Regions from separate parts of the Anas platyrhynchos genome. Here region 2 is linked to region 1. The links are chromatin contacts, called in public Hi-C maps. All regions are on one chromosome and are shown on one strand. Each heading gives the region's core, a stretch centred on a gene start, on an enhancer-like site or on the middle of the called end of the contact. The rest is flanking DNA. Distances are from core to core; before and after follow the strand shown. Region 1 holds the start of ZDHHC7 (zDHHC palmitoyltransferase 7). Region 2 holds the start of COTL1 (coactosin like F-actin binding protein 1).

The links. Hi-C and Micro-C count contacts between places; a contact is called where the count stands out from the background.
Region 2: a contact with region 1 is called in a Hi-C map of F1 follicle, with 2.9 times the contacts expected there. The contact joins the promoter of COTL1 here to the promoter of ZDHHC7 in region 1. A contact is called at or near these places in 2 of 8 Hi-C or Micro-C datasets (F1 follicle and subcutaneous adipose tissue).

Annotation. Positions count from the first base shown.
Region 1 is chr12:3,353,841-3,358,073 of IASCAAS_PekinDuck_T2T, reverse strand. It overlaps ZDHHC7 (zDHHC palmitoyltransferase 7), which reads right to left and starts at 2,148. Exons shown (of 8, transcript XM_027466851.3): 1 at 1,958-2,148.
Region 2 is chr12:3,576,901-3,581,243 of IASCAAS_PekinDuck_T2T, reverse strand. COTL1 (coactosin like F-actin binding protein 1) reads right to left here and starts at 2,977. Exons shown (of 4, transcript XM_027466911.3): 1 at 2,662-2,977; 2 at 2,195-2,277. The coding sequence starts at 2,738. LOC140003530 (a long non-coding RNA gene) reads right to left here. Exons shown (of 2, transcript XR_011812355.1): 2 at 4,113-4,343.

The sequences.
Region 1 (4,233 bases), core at 899-3,398:
CTTTGAGCAGCTGGCACTCAGCAGGACCAGTCCAGCAACTACAATCCAAATAAATCCATCAACTACAACCCCGATTCTGTCCCGTGGCCTCGGTGACACGGCTCATCACCTCTCTAAAAACCTTCTTGCTTTTGCTCTAACATATTTTGTACTGTATTTATCTTGGGAATTCCTCGTTTATACCTTTTAGCCCTTCCTTTTATTGAACTCCACCTGCTCTGCTGCAGGCACACTGACAATTTGCAGTGGAAACACATCAACATGATGCTGTCTGCATGCACACATCCAAGGATGAATTCAAGAGATGATCTTCAGTAAATTACATATTTAACAGGCAAGTTTAAAACTATTGTAATGGTTCTCCTTATGCCAGTCTCTACAGCAAGTCAAAAGCCACAGAAAACACTGGAAGAGTTTCTTTTCAGCTCTGAAAAGGGGATGTGCTACATGACCTCAGAGAAAAGGAATACAGTAACTCAGCATTAAGTATGGATGTCTTACAGGCAAGCTGCTCATCTAATTGCTCGTGTCTTTATGCTGCTAGCATCTTTATAAACATCCACAAAAAAACAGGAACTGGCACCCTGGGTAAAACAAAAATGAAAAATACAAAATGAAAGAAAAAACTCTGCAGGCCTTCAGAACACTATAAAATGTACTAAAGCGTTTTGCTTGTCAGCAACAAACCTGATAAATCTGCAGTACCAATTCACTTTTCCATATTCAGCAAAATACCAAACAGCTTCTAAGATGCTAGGTATCTTTTTTTTTCCTCCATAAATATGGAAATCAGAGGGAACCCATTTCATGAGACTTCAGAGCCCATGAAAGATGCACACGATCCGATACATGATGAGCTCACTGGGTTTCAACAGCAAGGAGAGAACACTTCTGGATTAGCAAACAACCTTTACTCAAGAAAGGACACAAGCACGATATGTGGGAGCTACGGCTGGGCTTTACATCTTACCTCTTCTGGAACAGGGCCACAGGCTCAAGTTCAGATTAGACTCCAGAAAGCTTAAACAAATATCACATCGCTATGTGGCAACTGGAAGTTTTACACCTTTGCCAATGGCAACTGCCTCACGCTCTGTAGAGTTGTCTGTTTTTTCTTTTTTCTTACTGTGGTTTTTACACTGATAAATTTATTCCCTATCCTCACATTCACTTGAGGATGAGCCTGGGTATCTCATTCAGTGAGTGCACTGCAGTATCCGGGTGGCAGTACCAGGCACTGCCACTTATCGTATCCATATCCACATACAGTTTCTCCTTCAAGGTTACAGAAAGTAACATCACAGATCAAAGCTAAAATATTTGCACTGGCGATTTTCAACATCGATTAAGAGAGTGCTAAAGCCTTTATTTTCAACAGTTCCTCACAGCAATTAAAAAATAAACTCTCACATTTCCTTTCCATTCTTCATTTTCAACCTTCCTACTGCTGCAGTATGCTACCAATTCGCTTCCCTATGCTTTCAGAAAAGGCATAAACAGGGAATTTATCAGAAAAGTACGGTACAAAATGTAGTAAGTTAGAGCAAAAGCAAGAGAAGTTTAAAGGCAGATAAGAAGCGTTATCTTTTTTTTTTGGACACCACGAGCTTTCAGTCATTAAAATCTGCCCTAAAAGCCTCAAGTTCTCATTTAATTTACTAAATAACCATCGGAGCTCTGCTTTATCGGCACATTTTCGAAGCAGGAGAGAGTCAGCTCCCAAAGACCTCCTCTAACCCCGTTATGGTGAGCAGCCACCGTGCCCCCAACCCCATCACATCCCCGGCGAGGCTCTCAGCCACATCCCCGTGCCCACGACCCAGCGGTGCGAGCCCCGCACGGCCCCCCCGGTGCCTCCCAGGCCCCCCCTCAGGGCCCGGTTCCCCCCCTCGCAGCGCTGCGGGGCTCGACCCCCTCCTCCCCACAGGGCTCGACCCTTCTCCTTTCCAGCACTGACCTTCCCGGCTCCTCACCGACCTTCCCGGCTCCTCCTTCAGCGGCCTCCTGGGGCCGAGCCCCGCCGCTGCTGCAGGGCCGGGCCGGGCAGGGCCGGGGCCGCCGCCGTGCCCGGGGCCGGGGCCGGGCGCTCGGCGGAGCCGACGACTCCCGGAAGCGGCCGGGGCGGCGCCGGCGGGAGGCGGAAGCGCGGAGCCCCCCCTCCCGGCCTGAGCTGCGCATGCGTTGGTTCGCGGAGGGTGCGTGCGCATGCGCGCGATGGCGGCGGGGTGGATTTGATGCGCGTGTGGGCGGGGCTTCGCCTCAGCGTGTGGGGAGGAGGGGCTCTGAGAGTGGGGTATTATTAGGCGCTTTGCAATGCGGGGGTCCAGATTCTTAGCGTTTTACGCCGCAAATGTTCAATAAAATCATCGTTTTGGGTTAAAAGTGTGTTTACAGCTTCTAAAGTGATATCACTGTGTGGCATTACAGTCCCACAGCATCACATCTACCTGTCCCGTAGCACCACGTCTACCTGCCCCTGTGATAACTGGCTGCAGATCCCAGGGGTTTTACCTCAGGATGGCCACCAAGGGTTATTTTCGTGATGTCCCATGCTCGGTGTTGCAGTGGTGTTTCTTCGTGACTCTTATTTAGTTTTCTCCATTAACACCAGTGACAGGACCCACAGGAACGGGGTTAAGCGGAGGCAGGGGAAATTTAGGCTTGACATCAGGAGGGGGTTCTTCACAGAGAGGGTGGTTGCACACTGGAACAGGCTCCCCAGGGAAGTGGTCACTGCACCGAGCCTATCTTGAATTTAAGAAGAGATTGGACTGTGCACTTAGTCACATGGTCTGAACTTTTGGGTAGACCTGTGCGGTGTCAAGAGTTGGACTTGATGATCCTTAAGGGTCCCTTCCAACTCCGGATATTCGATGATTCGATCATTCGATGAAGTCTTGTTTCTTCATGGCTCTGTAGCTCAAGGAATTTCAGGAGAAGGATTTGAGGCACCTAAGTTAGCAGCTTGGTGTTTTACCCTGCAAATGTTCAATAAAATCATCATTTTGTGTTAAAAATGCGTTCACAGCTTCTAAAGCGATACCTCTGTGTGGCATTACAGTCCCACAGCACCACATCTACCTGTCCCGCAGCACCACATCTACCTGCCCCTTTGAAAACTGGCTGCAGATCCCAGGGGTTTTACCTCAGGATGGCCACCAAGGGCTTTCTTTTGTGATGTCCTACACTCAGTGTCATGGTGCTACTTTGTGGCTCCTCTTTAGTTCAGGGAGTCTTGTTTCTTTTTGTCTCTTTAGTTCAGGGAGTCTCAAGAGAAGGATTTCAGGCACCTAAGTTAGCAGCTTTTTCAGTTCCCGTTTACTAAATTTTGTGAACCAATTTGGTTTAGGCTCAACATCTGTAGTTAAATTAGGTGAAACGTTTCATGTCGAAATACATGACTATCATTCAGTATTTTCCACAGCATATTAGGAAAAGTAGATACCCAGTAGCCTTGAAAATGAGATGTAAAATAGCAATCTTGGCAGTGTGTGAGCTGAAGATGCATTTTAAAACACAGTAAAAAAAATGCTGAAGGATGACATTATCACAGCTCGGGTACACTTTTCCAGCCTCGCTTTTTTCTTCTTGTAGCATGAACACCATCTAGTGGGACATCGGCAGCAAGTGCATAACGAGTTCTGCATGCTGATAAGTGCAATAAAATACAGCTGTTTTTTTTTTTGTTTGTTTTTTGTTTTTTTTTTCCTTTTTTCTTTTTCTTTTTCTTCTGTTTCTGTCCTGAACCATTGGATTTCAGGAGAACTTGCTTTTGTGTGTAGTCTTCTATTTCCCAACAGCTGGGCTTCAGCTGGAAGACATTACTCTATTGCCAAACTCTGCTATTGAAATTACAGTATGCAAACATGTATGCACATAAAATCATAGGAGTTGACCTTTTCCTAAAACTTCCTTCTCTCTCCATATTCTCCCTTAATATAACTAACATGCTGTTTATCCATACAAAAATGAAGCAAACCACATTGTCTTGGGTATATACTTATGATGATGCAGTGCTTAATGAGCTTACCCCTCAAGAAAACTGAAGCATACTGCCTTGCTTGTGCTTCTACATTAGGGTGGCTGATACACAGACTGATACCCAACAGTCACCCAGAAGATATAAAAAAAGTTGAGTTCTCTGTTTTTTTATATTTAGCAGTTTTGACGAGACAAGACTCTGCATGTTGTTGTGCCCAAAAGGTTGGATACTTGCTCCAGCAGCTCCTGCAT
Region 2 (4,343 bases), core at 1,728-4,227, 220 kb before region 1:
CTCCAGAGGAAGGTTTGGATATAACCTCTTGCCTCTGGTCTGCCAAGGAGCAGCCCGTGCCAGGTGCATGAGGAAAGAGAGAAAGGAAGAGAACCAAGCAGCTATGAGGGACTTGGCTCCACATCAAAGGCTAATAGGTTACTTCTACCCCACTGATGCCCCTTATTTAACTCTTCCCTTTCCACGCTTATGCCTCAAACATGCGGAATTTCCTTTTTTGCTGTAAAAATGCTTCAGTACTCAGGCCAGCTTGCCCCTCTGTTGATATAAAAAAAGTTTCCTTAAACTCTTGTCTGCTTTAATACCCTATTTTATTAGGGTTTGACACATGCAAGCATTGGCAAGAAAACAAAACTGGCCATATTCCAAAGTGCAATATGTGCCTTCAAATAGCTGTTAGACGCATCCTACCCAACCCAACCAGTGACTGCTCTCTGCTCCTTATCCACTCGACAGAAGTATTCCATCTGCTGCAGAAGGGACAGGAACTGTTCCTGAAGAGGGTACTGCTCCAGAACAAACATTAAATATCAGTTCAGACAGAATAAGAGATGTGCTCCTTAAAAACAAGGAGAAAAAGTAAACAGGGAAGGTTCCTCTGCAAGCCTCAGATGTCTGGACACAGTGGAGATGTTATCCCAGCCACAGAAAGAGACAGAGAACAGGGCACTGATGCTGAAGCTGTTGACCTCCTGGAAAAACTACTAACCCTCAAGATAATGTGGGCAGGAACTTCAGAAGTGCTGGTACCCAGGTTTCCCAGCGTGCTGGGTAATTGTTGTTTGCCTCAGGTTGCACATGGAGAAGAGATGGGTGGGAAGGAGTTTTTGGGGTACAGGTATCAGCACTTCTGACATCACCTCTAGGAGGATTACTTTCAGTTTTGAGGTCCCAAGAGCAGCTAGAATTGAGTAGCTGTCTTAATCCTGGCAAATGTCAATTTAACCCACTTTTAACCCAAATTAACCCACTGCAAATGTCAGAGCAGAGCAGCCTCAGCCCTTTTGATTTAGCGACTCCTTTCCAAAGACTACAACGTATTTCTCTCCTGTGATATTTATTGACTGCTCAGCCCAGCCCTGCCCTCATTAAGTTACTGGAAGTCCTCCTCTACACTTCGTAAAATAGAGCTGAACCCTAGCACTGGAAAGACCAACTGGGACAGGCACCAGCATCTCCACGGATGTGGGGCTCTGACTGCAGCGCCTCCGGGGCTCACCACACCTTGAGAAGGGAGAATTGCTCAACACACAGTTCCTTTACAGTGCAGACACATCACTCAAGAATTACAGATTAACCATAACACTTGGCTGTAGAATAGCTGGATGAGGGAGGCAGGCTTTGTCAGTTATAGGGCAGTACGAGTTACAAACGCTTTATACCTCATATCACTTTGCGATATCGTTAAGCAGCCGCCAAGACGGGGAGAACCACACAACCCCCCCCCAGAAGTTATTCTGCGAGAAATCAAAGCGCGCTTTTGTGTAAGACACATCAAAAGTCAAGATCGGATGATGTTAAATATTTGCCCGCTTATTTTCGTTCTCCCCAGGCTTTGTTTCTGCTGTTAATCAGCCACATCCGACAGTTAAACAATCAGCTGCCACGTTTAAGGCGAGGGCTGCAACTGGTGCGGTTGTGCAATGCACGGCGGCGATTGTTCCTGGGCTGTATTGTTCCAGCCAGCCTCTGCCTACCGGCTCTCACGTTTCACGTTCTTAAAAAATCTGAGCAACCTTCTGTCCGCGGTTACTTGAGCACGAGGAGCAGGGTTTACAGAAGGATTTTATTGCGGAATATTCTGTGCGGCTGCGTTTTTCCAGCCCCCGAAACGGAGCGTTTCGCTGCTCTCCAGTGAGAGGCTGTGCCTTCGAACTGCAGTGCCGAACAATGGGAGCCTTGCTAAGCCAGCCTCGGCTCTTGTTTATAGCTGGGAAGGAACGGCAAATTGTGGAAAGGGGGGAAAAAAAAAGCCTGGAGGACCTTAGGGCTAGGGGTGAGACAAAGGACTGCAAGGACTTGAGCAAGTTGCTCTCTGTGACAGCAGAAGACCCAGCCATGCAGGACAGGGCACGGGGCAGCAGCGGTGGCACAAATTGCAGTTTTCTCCCCCAAGTTTTCTCCTATCTTTTCCCCCTTTGCCCTGGGCAGCGAGGAATGCCACTCGTGTCAAAGGCAGCGAGAGGGAGCTTACCTGTGCACTTCCTTTTGAAGGTTTCATAGTCTACCCCTTGGTCTCCGGGGACGATCGTGGAGCCGTTGTACTTAAATGTCACCCTTTGGGAGAGGGGAAAGAGAAGGGGGGAAGGAGATATTTAAAAGTCAGGTTTTGGGGATAGGGAAAAGAGAAAGGGGGGATGGAGATATTTAGGAGAAGATGGGAAGGAGATGTTTAAAGTCAGCCTTTGGGGATGGGGAAAGGAGAAGAGGGAAGGAGATATTTAGGAGAAGGGGGAAGGAGATATTCAGAAGTCAGCCTTTGGAGATGGGCAAGGAGAAGAAATTTAAAGGCTGCCTCTATTATATTCCAAGGAAAAACCCTTTGGAAAAGGGAAGGGGAGGACGGGGTGGCCCGGGGGCAGGGGACGAGGAGCGGGGCAGCAGCGGGGCACCGCTGCCTTTGCGGGAGAGCCAGGGGGTGCCCGCGGCTGGGCCACCTACCAGTTCACCTCGGTGGCATCGTCCCGGACGAGGTTGTACGCCTCCCTGCACGCCTCCTTGTCGATTTTGGTGGCCATGGGGACGTCTTGGAAAAGGGGGAGGGAAGGGGGGGGTTGAGGGAAAGGGGGGTGGCGGGCGGGGAGGCGAGGAGCTTGGGGCCCTCCGCCGCCGCCTCTTGCTGCTGCAGCACCGCGCAGCCCCGCAGCGCTCCGCGCAGCGCCCGGTCCCGATCCCGGTCCTAAACCCGGTCCTAACCCCGGTCCCGGCCCCGGTTGCTGCTGCTGCTGCTGCTGCCGCCCCCGGCCCGCCCCCGCCCCGCCGCCGCCTGCCAATGGCTCGGCGGCCTCAGCCCGGCCTGCCCCCGCCAGCCCCGCCCGGGCTGCCCGGAGATTGGGGGGGGGACAGGGGGAAAAAGGGGGGTTTAGGGGGATGTGGGGGGTATGGGAGGAGGGTTTAGGGAGATGTGGAGGGGTATGGGGGGAGTGGGAAGTCGTGGGGGGGTATTGGGGGGGTGTGAGGGGGGCGTGGAGGGGGTGTGGGGGGTGTATGTGAGGGTATTGGGGGTGGGAGGGGGGCGTGGAGGGGATGTAGGGGGTGTAAGGGGGGGATGAGGGGATGTGGGAGGTCGTGGGGGGGTATGGGGGTGTGAGAGGGGCGTTTGGGGGGATGTGGAGGGGTGTGGGGGGCTGTGGGGGGGTGGGAGGTGTGTATGGGGATGTGAGGGGGTGTGTGGGTGTACAGGGGTGTGTGTGGGGTGATGGGGGGGCTCTGAGGGGGGTTATGGGGGTATAGGGGTGTGTTTTGGGGGGCTGAGCGCCTGCGTTGGGCTCGCCGCGGTGATGCGCGGTCCGGCCGCCGCTATTTTGGGGGCCGCCGTGCTTGGCCAGCCCCCGGCGGCAGGAGGAGGAGGAGGAGGAGAAGGAGGAAGAGGAGGGAGGAAGGAGAAGCTCGGTGCGGGATGAAGCCGGCGGGGGGCCAGTGGCGGCCCCGGGCACAGCGCGCTGCGGTGCCGCAGGCGGCCGGGGGCTGCCGGGGGCTGCCCGGGGGTCGGGGCCAGCAGGAGCCGGGCTGCTGGAGGCGGGGGGCATCGGCCGGGAGCCGGGGGCAGCTCCGTGTCTGTCTGTGTGTCTGTGCGGCCGGGTCCCTTTCGGATGGAGCGATCTCCCCCTGCCGGGCTCCGCTCCCAGCGCTGGGGACTTAAAAAAAGAATAAATGCACCCAGGCGGCGTCAGCCCGCTGCTGGGGGATGCTGAGCTCGAGGCAAAATGATGAGCTTTGTCTGCTAAGCCTGCGCCCACAGAAGCAGAGATGGGTCCTTGGCTTAGCAGAACGCAGCTTCACAGAGATGTCACCAGATTTTGTCGTGCCCACAGATTGGATTTACAAAACAAGTACCAGGGTACACCTTAGCAGGCTTCTACCAAAACCTGGCAGGCTGGATTTTTGCGATGTTAATAAAAAAATGCATCCCGTGGTTAAAAAAATATTGCTTTTATTTCAAAGTTTGCAATGCGATGTTATTTCACAGGAAGATGTTGAATGTATGGTTTGTACATGTAAAGTTTGTAGAGTTAGGAAACCTCATTACCACAGTTACTCCGTGCTTCCAGAGACCTTGGGGAACAAGATCACCGGTGTGTGTGTTAACTGTAAGATCCATCATTTACTGCCGCACAGCACGA